2 separate regions of the Sus scrofa genome follow, and region 1 is linked to region 2. Evidence: chromatin contacts called from public HiChIP or PLAC-seq data. All regions are on one chromosome and are shown on one strand. Each heading gives the region's core, a stretch centred on a gene start, on an enhancer-like site or on the middle of the called end of the contact. The rest is flanking DNA. Distances are from core to core; before and after follow the strand shown.

Region 1 (4,754 bases), core at 1,329-3,828, 310 kb after region 2:
TTCAGAGATTAGGTTTGCAAAGAAATTCTAATAGGTCAATCGTTAAAATTAAAATAAATCCAGCATCAAAAATCATTCCCTTTCTCTCTATACTAAAAATAGCAAATTTACTATGGTGTAGGTTCCAAACAGTCACGAGTTATTTCCTCCTGCTGCTGTCAGCTTGCTTCTTGTCTCAGTAATGTGTTCAGTTAGCATTTACAAAAATCTGTTTTCATACTAATCCTTCTCCTTAGGGAACAAAGCGAAATCTTCCTCCGATGTGTTTCCTTCAGAACTTAAAGGATTCACCAAATGTGGTTTCTTCCATCGGATAATTTGAGATCTAAGAATCTTTGTCAGTCTTACATATCTGTTTATGTTTCAATGCTTTCTTATTCAGCTCCACTTATTTTTCAGCAAAAGCAGCGAGCGCAATAATCTGCCTGAGAATCAAAATACTTATGTCACTTTAAAAAAGTGCTCTTTCTCCTCTCCCCAGAACAAATCTATAAATCCAAAAATACACATAGGGGAGCCTGAGAGCTTATTTTAATCTATGCTTTGAAGCTGGAAACTGACTGATGCACGTTGTTCCCCAGCCTCATTCTGTCTGGTTTCGTCCTCCATCCAGCTCCACCGCACTCCCACCAATCCTACCTTCCACTCATCTTGGTTTCTTTGTGTGTATACAGAAAGGGGGTTCTGGGCCAAGGTCGTCTACTTTCACCCTACTTAGGGACACAAGGCCATTTCAACTGTATTTGAAAATAAATGATTCACCAGCTCTGATGTCCCTTTTTTAGAGGCAATCACCTTCTTGGTCACACACTGGGATCTCAGACAAGTTCGCGGTAGGCCTCCTGTGTACCCACGTATACACACACACACACACACACACACACACACGGGCCTTTAAATGACATCAACATGGTATCTTTCTTCATTATTCCCATTAGATTTATTCAGCAGTCTCCTTCCAAATTATCCCAGCCCCTCAGTTCCCATAAACACTTGTAAGTGATTGTCTTTCCTGATTGGTAGTTGGCCTGGGTAGTCTGTCACGGTTAGGGGTGGGGAGGTGTCCCACAAAGATGCCTCTGAGATATACTTGAAAAACAAATCCTCCAAGGTTCATTATTTCCACCAGCTCTAATCCACCCCTCCCCCAACACATACAGAGACACACTCCCGCATCTGTCTTTATTGACAGACAATTAAGCGCTGAAGGTGTGCAGGGAGGGGTGAATCTTTGGGTTTCTACGCCCCCCAACCCCCAACTGCCTGTCTCCTCTCGCAATTTGTCAGGCTGATTGATTTTCTCTTATTTCCCTTCAGGTCGGCTCCTCCTCCCCGGTCAGCCCGTCTGAGCTGCGTCCTCCTGTGTCCTGGGCCCTGCGTGCCCAGCAGTAATTCTCCCGTTGCCTGAGCTCTTTCCAGCACCCCCTCCCCGCCAGCTTCCGTCCCTCGGTCCGTCCACACCGGCGGCCTGTAAGGGATACTTACTTGAGCCCTAAGCCATTCAAGTGCTGTCCTATTAGCCTAATGACATCCTCATCTGACTGGGAGAGCCGCTTCTTCTTCTTGAGGCTGCTGCCCAGTTCTGGGGTGGCCAGCGAAGAGGAGGCGGCGGTGGTGGCAGCGGCAGCTGCGACGGTGGCGGAGGCTGCGGCGGCGGCCCCGCCGGGGACCCCGTTATTGACATTCAGGCTGTTGCTATTGTTGCTGGCGGCGGAGGGGGCGGAAGGCAGGAGCCCATTGGCGTGGGCCAGGTCCCCCGCGGACGACGACGACGAGGGGGACGATTCCCCGTTCTGGGCCGACAGGCAGGCGAGTTCCTGGGTCTGTCCCTGGCCCCCGCCGCCCCCTCCTCCGACGCCGCCGCCGCCGCCTCCTCCTCCTCCTCCTGCCCCGTTGGCCTGCATGATGCTGCCGCTGACCAGGCTGTGGCCGCTACTCCGGTGGGCGACGGCAGCGGCGGCGGAAGGGGCAGCAGCCGGGGGGAGGCCCACCACTACCACCACGGAGGAGGAGGAGGAGGAGGACGACGACGACGAGGACGAGGACGACGAGGACGGAGGGGAGAGGCCTGCTCTGCCTGCCGAGGCCCCGGGCTCTCCTGCTCCCTCCGCCGCCGAGGCTCGGGGTTTCTTCCGCGGGGGCGGGGAGGCTCCGCCGGTGTCCGAGTCGGAGGAGGAGGAAGCGGAGGCCAGAGTTTCCTCGCCGAGAGAGGCCGTGGTGGGAAGCCGGTGGGGCGAGGAGGGGGAGGGGAGGCGGGGGCCGGGGAGAGGGTCGGGGTGAGGGGGGCCGGGAGGCGGGGAGGGGGTCAGGGTAAGGGGTGAGAGGAGGGGGAGGAGGAGGGGGAGAAGGAGGATCCGGGCCCTTTCCCCCCCCCTCCCGGAGGCAGCTCGGGGTGCGCGGCCCGGGGGTCGGGCCGGGGGGCGCCGCGGGGCGGCTGCGGGGGCGCGGGGCCCGCCGCTGGGCTGAGCCCCGGCGGTGGCGGCGGCGGCGGCGGGCGGCAGCGGAGGCAGCTGCCGCCTCTGTCCTCGGGTCCGCTCCGCTCTGCTCCCTGGTGTGTTGATTCTTCCCCCAGCTGCTGCCTAATGGAGTCCAGGCGCTCGCGTCACAGGAAATGCCTATACTGCCCTCCTCACTCACTTCCGGTGGCAGGTATGGAACCTATAGGGGGCCTGTCACCCGGCACGTGCGCCGGGGGCCGGCGGGGCGGGAGGGGAGGGAGGCCGGCGGGCCGGCGGGGGCCGACCCCGACCCGGACCCCGACCCGCCCTGCCCCGGGGCCCGGGCCTGGCCTGGCCTGCCGGCCTTGCCCCCGGCGCCCTGGCGGGGCTGCCCGGGCCGGGAGTAAGTTGGTAACCGCCGTCCGAGGCCGGGCGTGCACAGCAGGGCCGCGTGTGCGAGAGTGTGCGTGTGTGCCCTGGAGTGACCTAGAAACGTCAGGTGTGCGGAGGGACTGCAGATTCTCCATCCCCGGCCGAAGACCGGGGGCGAGCAGGTGGTGCGGTTTTGTCACGAGAACTTCCAGGCACAGGGCTGCGGCAGCCCCTGTCGACTCACTTAATGGTAACCAGGACTGGCCAGCTCTTCATTTCGGTGTGGAAAACTGGAATTTCCACGGCCCAAATGCTTGCGCCCGGGCCGTCTCGGGAGGTTTGAGATGACGAGCCTACGAGACTCTGTGCTCCACCCCGGGAAGGTGGAAAAATGGATAAAAGCTGTGTGTGATGGAGACCAGGAGTCACAAAACGGCTGTGGGTGTAGAGAGGCGGGGAGGGACTGTGCCGAGGGCCTTGCACTCGTTTTTAGCTCGTGCCCAGCACCTCCTTCTCCTTTCCAGTTGCCTCTTGAGTCACTGCCCGGTTTAGGCAGCAATAATAGAGACCAAGCAGTTGCGTCCAAAGCAGGCATCTTAAGGGGGCTTGAGATGCAGGCTCGAAATGTTTAGGTGAAATAGGAGGCTTCAGTGTCCCTGTCACTTACCCATTTCTCTGGATGTAGAAATGCAGCGGCAAAGAGCTGGGCTGAATCTTGATTATTGGTGAAGAGTCTACATTATCTAGGTATTTATATGCAGGTGGTTGTTGGCATAGGCACTTGATATGTATACATATTCTCAGAATTTTAAAAAGTCTTTCTCTGAAGTAGTTTTCCTATAGAAAAAATAGACTCAACTAAAACATCTTACAGCTCTGAAATTTACAATATTCATAGCTCAAGGGAACTTTGAGGCCTTTGGTTACTTTTCAAATTTGCAAAACAATTAAAAAAATAATGCTTATGAGAAACTATTAAAGAATGTTATGAGAAACTATTAAAGAATCCTGAGCTCTATTGATCTTCAGACTGGAGGAAGGGAGAGGAGAACCAATGCAAGATCCGACAGAGATTCAGCTTTTAGTCTCATCTCTTAAATATGCTTCCAGGTGGCAGTGTAATCGTGAGGTGACTCACATGCGATGTTTTTATTCACCTGAGACAGACCTGAGCTCTAGCTAAGGTTCATAGGGCACTGCCACTGTATCCAGCAGAGCCTGAATTACTAGATAGTTAACACTTCAGAGCTCCCTATTTGTATATTAACTTTAGACAGCCTTATTATTGAGTGTCGTTGTTCTTTATACAAATTAAATTTTGCAAAGCCATTTATAGTAATTTATGAGGCCCATAGCAGCATTGAGGACAAGCTTCTGAATAAAGTCTAGAGCTTTTCATAAAGGAAACAATTACTTAGTGGTAGCCACAGACGAGCTCACACTTCATGAACAAAAGGAAAGGACAGGAGGAAAAAGAAACTGGCCTAAGTTGGTGTCTAAATTCAATACGCATATCCCAGCTTTTCTAGATTTTATGAGACGGAGACTGCTCTTACAGAATTCTGAATTATTGAAGTCCGTGAACACACACGTTTTTCTCTAAGCTAAAATGCAGCTGGAGACCCTGTTGTCCGAACTCTAGGTGTTTTTTCTTTTCCAGCCGCCCCCATGGCATTTGGAAGTTCCTGGGCCAGGGATCTCATCTGAGCAGGAGCTGCAGTCTGTGCCACAGCTGCAGCAATGCTGGATCCTTCACCCACTGCACCACAGCAGGAACTCCCGAACTCTGGGTGTTTTTAAGAGCCAGCTTTCAAGTCCATGTGCAATGAAAAATTCTGAAATCCTACTTTGTTCACACTCAGAAACCTTCAGTAATATTCAAGTCACCTGCGGGATACATCCAGTTTATCTTGCCCCCCACAGACTGACCTCAGTCTTTCTGAG
Region 2 (5,112 bases), core at 810-3,309:
TAGGATCGCTCCAGCGGCATATGGAGGTTCCCAGGCTACGGGTCTAATCGGAGCTTAGACCAGAGCCACAGCAACACGGGATCCAAGCCGCGTCTGCAACCTACACCACAGCTCACAGCAACGCAGGATCCTTAACACACTGAGCGAGGCCAAGGTTCAAACCCGCAACCCCATGGGTCCCAGTCGGATTCGTTAATCACTGCGCCATGACGGGAACTCTTTTTTTTAAGTTGAAGTATAATTCATTTACAATGTATTGTTAGTTTGTGGGATACAGTACTGTGGTTCAGTTATAATATATATAATTCAGTTACATAATCAACAATAATGAAAAAGAATGTCATATTTATGTATATAAACAATAATTGTGTATATATATTTAATGTTACATATATTTTACATATATAAATATATTAAAATATCAGAGAATATTGAATGTAATTCCTTGTGCTATACAGTGGATCCTTGTTGTTTACATAATGTTGGTCATAGCAGCAACATTATTCAAAATAGTAAAAAACTGGAGGAGTTCCCGCTGTGGCAGAGGGGCTTGGCAGCATCTCTGTAGCAGCAGGACCAAGGCTTGATCCCTGGCCTGGCACAGTGGCTTAAAGGATCCAGCATTGCTGCAGCTGCGGCCTAGGTCACAACTGCGGCTGGGAACTGATCTTTGGCCTGGGAACTCCATATTCTGCAGGTGCAGCTAAAAAAGAAAAAGAAGAAGGAAACATAGAAATGTCCATCAGCAGAGGAGTGGATCAATGGAAATGAGTGAACTAGAACTCCCTGCAATAATACAGATGGATCTTAAGAAGCATAATATTGAGAAATAGAAGCAAAGTGAAAAAAAAAAAAAAACCAGCATGAATTCATTTATAATAAAAAGAGTCAAAGAGAGAGTTCCCGTTGTGGCTCAGCAGTAACAAATCCGACTGGTACCCATGAGGATGCAGTTTTGATCCCTGGCCTCAGTCAGTGGGTTAAGGATCCAGTGTTGCTGTGAGCTGTGGTGTAGTTGAAAATGAGGCTGAGACCTGGCGTCACCATGGCTGTGGTGTAGGCTGGCAGCTGCAGCTCTGATTCAACCCCTAGCCTGGTAACTTCGTTATGCTCTGAGTGTGGCCCTAAAAAGCAAAAAAATAAAAAATAAAAAAAAAAAAACCACCTAATAAGCATGTTTTCCACCAGCTCTAACCATACTTACTCACAAGGGGGCACTATTGAGTGACATCTAGCCTAACTTTATTTCCTCACCAGGGAAAACCTTTCTCCCTACTCTCACCAGGAAGTGAAGAAGCTCCTTCATTTAGGTTCTCACTTTTATTTTGCATATCCTGTTCCATTAAAAAAGAAAACCCTGGATTCACAAATATGTGCAAAAAATTAAAAATATATATTTAAATTGGAATGAAAGAAGACAAAGACGTGGAGAGGTAATATGAAGCCATGAATGAATTTAAAAGAAGCATAATATTAACCATCTTCCCTAGTGTTAAGGCACAGATTAGATTTTAATGTTTCAGCATTTTGTGCCCACCCCCCCAAAAAAGGGAAGTGTTATCAGTTATACAATTCAAAATCTTGCTCAGGAGAATATTTTCCCGTGGTGAGTCTGTTAAAGGCAATCAGTGAGGACTGTTGAGGTGCAATTCCTAAATGGCCTTAATAACGAGAATCATCAACAGATCAAGTGTGAAAAGAAGTATAGCATCCTCTGGGTCATGAGATGAGGTCCTGGTTAGCCAAGGATGAAAATGAAAGTAAGAGTACATGGTATAGAAGAGGAAGAAAAAAGCTGTAAAACTGTACTTTAGAAACTCCTGTCTTACACATAAGACAGTGAGTTTTACTTGGCTGGATTTTTCAAGATTTGGTCATTGCAGTGAATGCCCTTTTTTTTCTCTAAAGCTGAGCTAACTGTCCTTTGGGCTACTCACGGGTTAAATTAAATTAGCCCTGCTCAAACACTGCTGCTGGCTCACAAGCGCAGGGCTTTGGGCAGATTAAAGACCTGGGAAATCAGTGTGCAGGAGGCAGTCTTCTTGGCAAGTGCTGCAACAATTATGAAAAACACCTCGGCGGTGATGGATTCATCTGACATTCAGAGGACAAGCATAGCTGTCATTGGTGGTGGCTTGGTAAGAATCGATTTGGATATATTATTCTTGTTAGTGGTACCCTCTTAATTATCGCTACTCTTTGTTTATCAGAGATCAACATATTTAATTTTTTTCCTTCCAGTTTTATTGAGCATTGTCAAAGTGTAATGTGTACCACATAATATTTGACTTACGTGTTCACAGTAAGTTTAGTGAGCATTCCTCATCTCGTATAGATAAAAAATAAAGAACAAAATATTTTTTTCTTGTAATGAGAACTCTCAGGATCGATTCTTTTAACAACTCTCATATGTAACATATAGCAGTGTTCATTTTATTTATCATGTGGATTACATGTAGATGGTGTTTATTTACATTATAACTGAAATTTGTATTTTTTGACCATACACATGGCCATTATTCTTGACTGTATTCTCTATGCTGCAGATTTCATCCTGTGACTCACTTATTTTGTAAGTGGAAGTTTGTACCTCTTAATCTTCCTCACTGTTTCACTTGTCTTAATGATTGTTATTAATCATTTGTAAGGATTGTTCATTCTCTTTTGGAATTTTTTTTTTTTTTTGTCTTTTTGCCTTTTCTAAGGCCACTACTGCGGCATATGCAGGTTCCCAGGCTAGGGGTCTAATTGGAGCTGTAGCCACCGGCCTATGCCAGAGCCACAGCCACGCGGGATCCGAGTTGTGCCTGTGACCTACTCCATAGCTCATGGCAATGCCGGGGATCAAACCTGAAACCTCATGGTTCCTGGTCGGATTCATTAACCACTGAACCACGAGAGGAACTCCTGGAACTTTTCTGATATTTAAATATGTGGTATTGGTTCAGTTTGCTTTTTTCTAGAAGAGCTATTTTATTTTCACTAAATACAAAGGTGTCTGTTTTCCCTTGGTTGGGGGGTATAGCATTTTTAAAGATAGAAAATAAAACAAATAAATTTGATTAATCCCCAAACTGGCTATGTTTTAAAAACAGATGTTATTGTAAATAGTCATTTTAACCAAAGCACTTGCCCTGCTTTGATTATTTGTTGGAGGCCAGCTCCGGCGGCCAGGGAGTGTACACTTTTTCCCAATAGGAGAGGCACATGGCATCGGCAAATGTAAGTACGGAGACAGCCTCTTTGTCCCTTCTTTCAGGGCACTGGACTGCTCAAATTTTAGGAGCATAAGTGGTTGATTATATAGACAGTTTTTTATTACAGATTACATCATAGTGTTAAAAGTACTTTGGTTAACTATTAGGCTTTGTTTTTGATCACATGGTGCAGTAGCAATACATTACATTCTCAAATCTTTAACAAAATTTAATGAGTACAATTCAAGGACAAACAGGTGCAGCATATCTTGTGGGAAAGAGGAGACTCAGCAAAAACCATTTTATGGCCAGCCAATTTCCACAAGCTGAAGAGGTTACAGACACAAAAATCTGGTATTTACAAATCTTGTTTTTAGACTAATGTACATCTTTAAGCGTTATGGCAGGAAGACAGTATAAGAAAATATAAATCAACTTTAATTAATTAGCTACCACTTAGAAGCTTCTAAAATCAAGGACAAAACTCACAGCTGGTTTTCTTTTGATCAAGAATCATATATGTCTAACTTCTACAAACCTCATTAAAATCCTAACTCTAAAGTTTATTGTAACTAGTTAGTAGATAAACACTATATATTAATTAAGTTGGATATGAATAGGGAAAAGTCCTTCCGGATGAAATTTTTATTATATCATTGTTGTAACTTTGTTAAATCACAAATCACCACAGGAAAATAAGAATAATAAGTAAATAATCAGGAAAGACTGAGGAAAACTGAATAACAAATGAAAGAGGAAAGACTAGATCACCTGAGAAGCAATCCATGTTCTCCAGCGCAAACATGGAAATTGTTTTCCCAGGAAAGCCCCAATTCTTCCCCATCAACATCAAAATGAGAGCTGTGTAACCTGAGGCCTGCCCTCGGCTTGTACCGTACAGGCAGGCTTTCATCCTGACCAGAAGCCCACCTTCGGCTTGTACCATTCAGGTGAGCTCCCTTCCTTGGTTAGGAACCTGTCTTCAGGTTTTTCCACCGTCAGGCAAGGTCGTTTTTTTGAGTCCCTGCATCTTCTCGGCTCCCCGCAATTATTAACTCAGTTTATACTGTCTAATAAGAAGAAAAAGGTCAAGAAACATAAGTTAATGCAAAATTACCATATTGCATGTTAACTAGTTATTCGAGTAACTGGGAGGTGTACATATTTAGTCACGTTTTTGGCTGATCCAGTGGAGCTGGTCCTAAGGTGGTGAATGGTGCTCTTCCCTCATTGAGCCGGTGAGATGAATGGCTGAGATGGCCCTACATCCGGCAAGATGTGGGAGGGGTCTTCCTCTGTTTCCGTTGTTATTATAGATTAAAGCTCTGCTTAACATGGGGCCGCCTCAACTAAACTGTATCTTCGTCACCTCTTAGCAGAACTCCTGTTTTGGAGTAAAACTATCCCCAGTAGTTAAAATTTAATTATTTTGTTTTCACCTTTGGTCTAATCATTTGCAGGCTTTTAGCTCATAGGTATTCATTTACTCAACAAAAATTCATTGAGGGCCGAATATGTGCCAGATCCTGTTCTAGGCTGTACATGGATGAGTATATTTTATACCACATACAGAGTTACACAGTTTGTGCTAATTCTGACTTGTATTTTGCCTTCCTTCTTGTGCTTTCCCCAAAGTACAATGATGGTTCTCATGTTTCTGTTCTTACATTTCAAAATGCTAAGGAATACTATCACATGCCCTGTCGGTCAATGCATGTGACATAGCTCATAGTTATCATTTCTGTATACTTCATACCAGGCTTCAGTCCAACTGTTTCCTACCAAAATTTTGCATAACATGAGAATTCATGTGTTCAACAAAATCTCATCGAGTGCCTACATGTGCCAACGTTGTTTTAGATTCAGGGGTGAGCATTCAGGGGAGAGAAAGACAATGGAGAAGAGAAGAGAAAAG

What was found. HiChIP or PLAC-seq counts read pairs in DNA pulled down with a chosen protein or histone mark.
Region 1: a contact with region 2 is called in an H3K27ac HiChIP or PLAC-seq map of alveolar macrophages. The contact joins the promoter of WDR26 here to the promoter of KMO in region 2. A contact is called at or near these places in 1 of 47 Hi-C or Micro-C datasets (heart right ventricle) and 1 of 2 datasets of contacts at active chromatin or transcription factors (alveolar macrophages).

The regions. Positions count from the first base shown.
Region 1 is chr10:12,754,135-12,758,888 of Sscrofa11.1, forward strand. WDR26 (WD repeat-containing protein 26) reads right to left here and starts at 2,579. Exons shown (of 14, transcript XM_005667934.3): 1 at 1,486-2,579. The coding sequence starts at 1,904. CNIH3 (protein cornichon homolog 3) reads left to right here and starts at 2,132. Exons shown (of 10, transcript XM_021064387.1): 1 at 2,132-2,217; 2 at 2,573-2,649. The coding sequence starts at 2,612.
Region 2 is chr10:12,440,818-12,445,929 of Sscrofa11.1, forward strand. It overlaps KMO (kynurenine 3-monooxygenase), which reads left to right and starts at 2,060. Exons shown (of 15, transcript NM_214076.1): 1 at 2,060-2,138. The coding sequence starts at 2,064. LOC110255638 (a long non-coding RNA gene) reads right to left here. Exons shown (of 3, transcript XR_002336210.1): 1 at 4,315-5,112.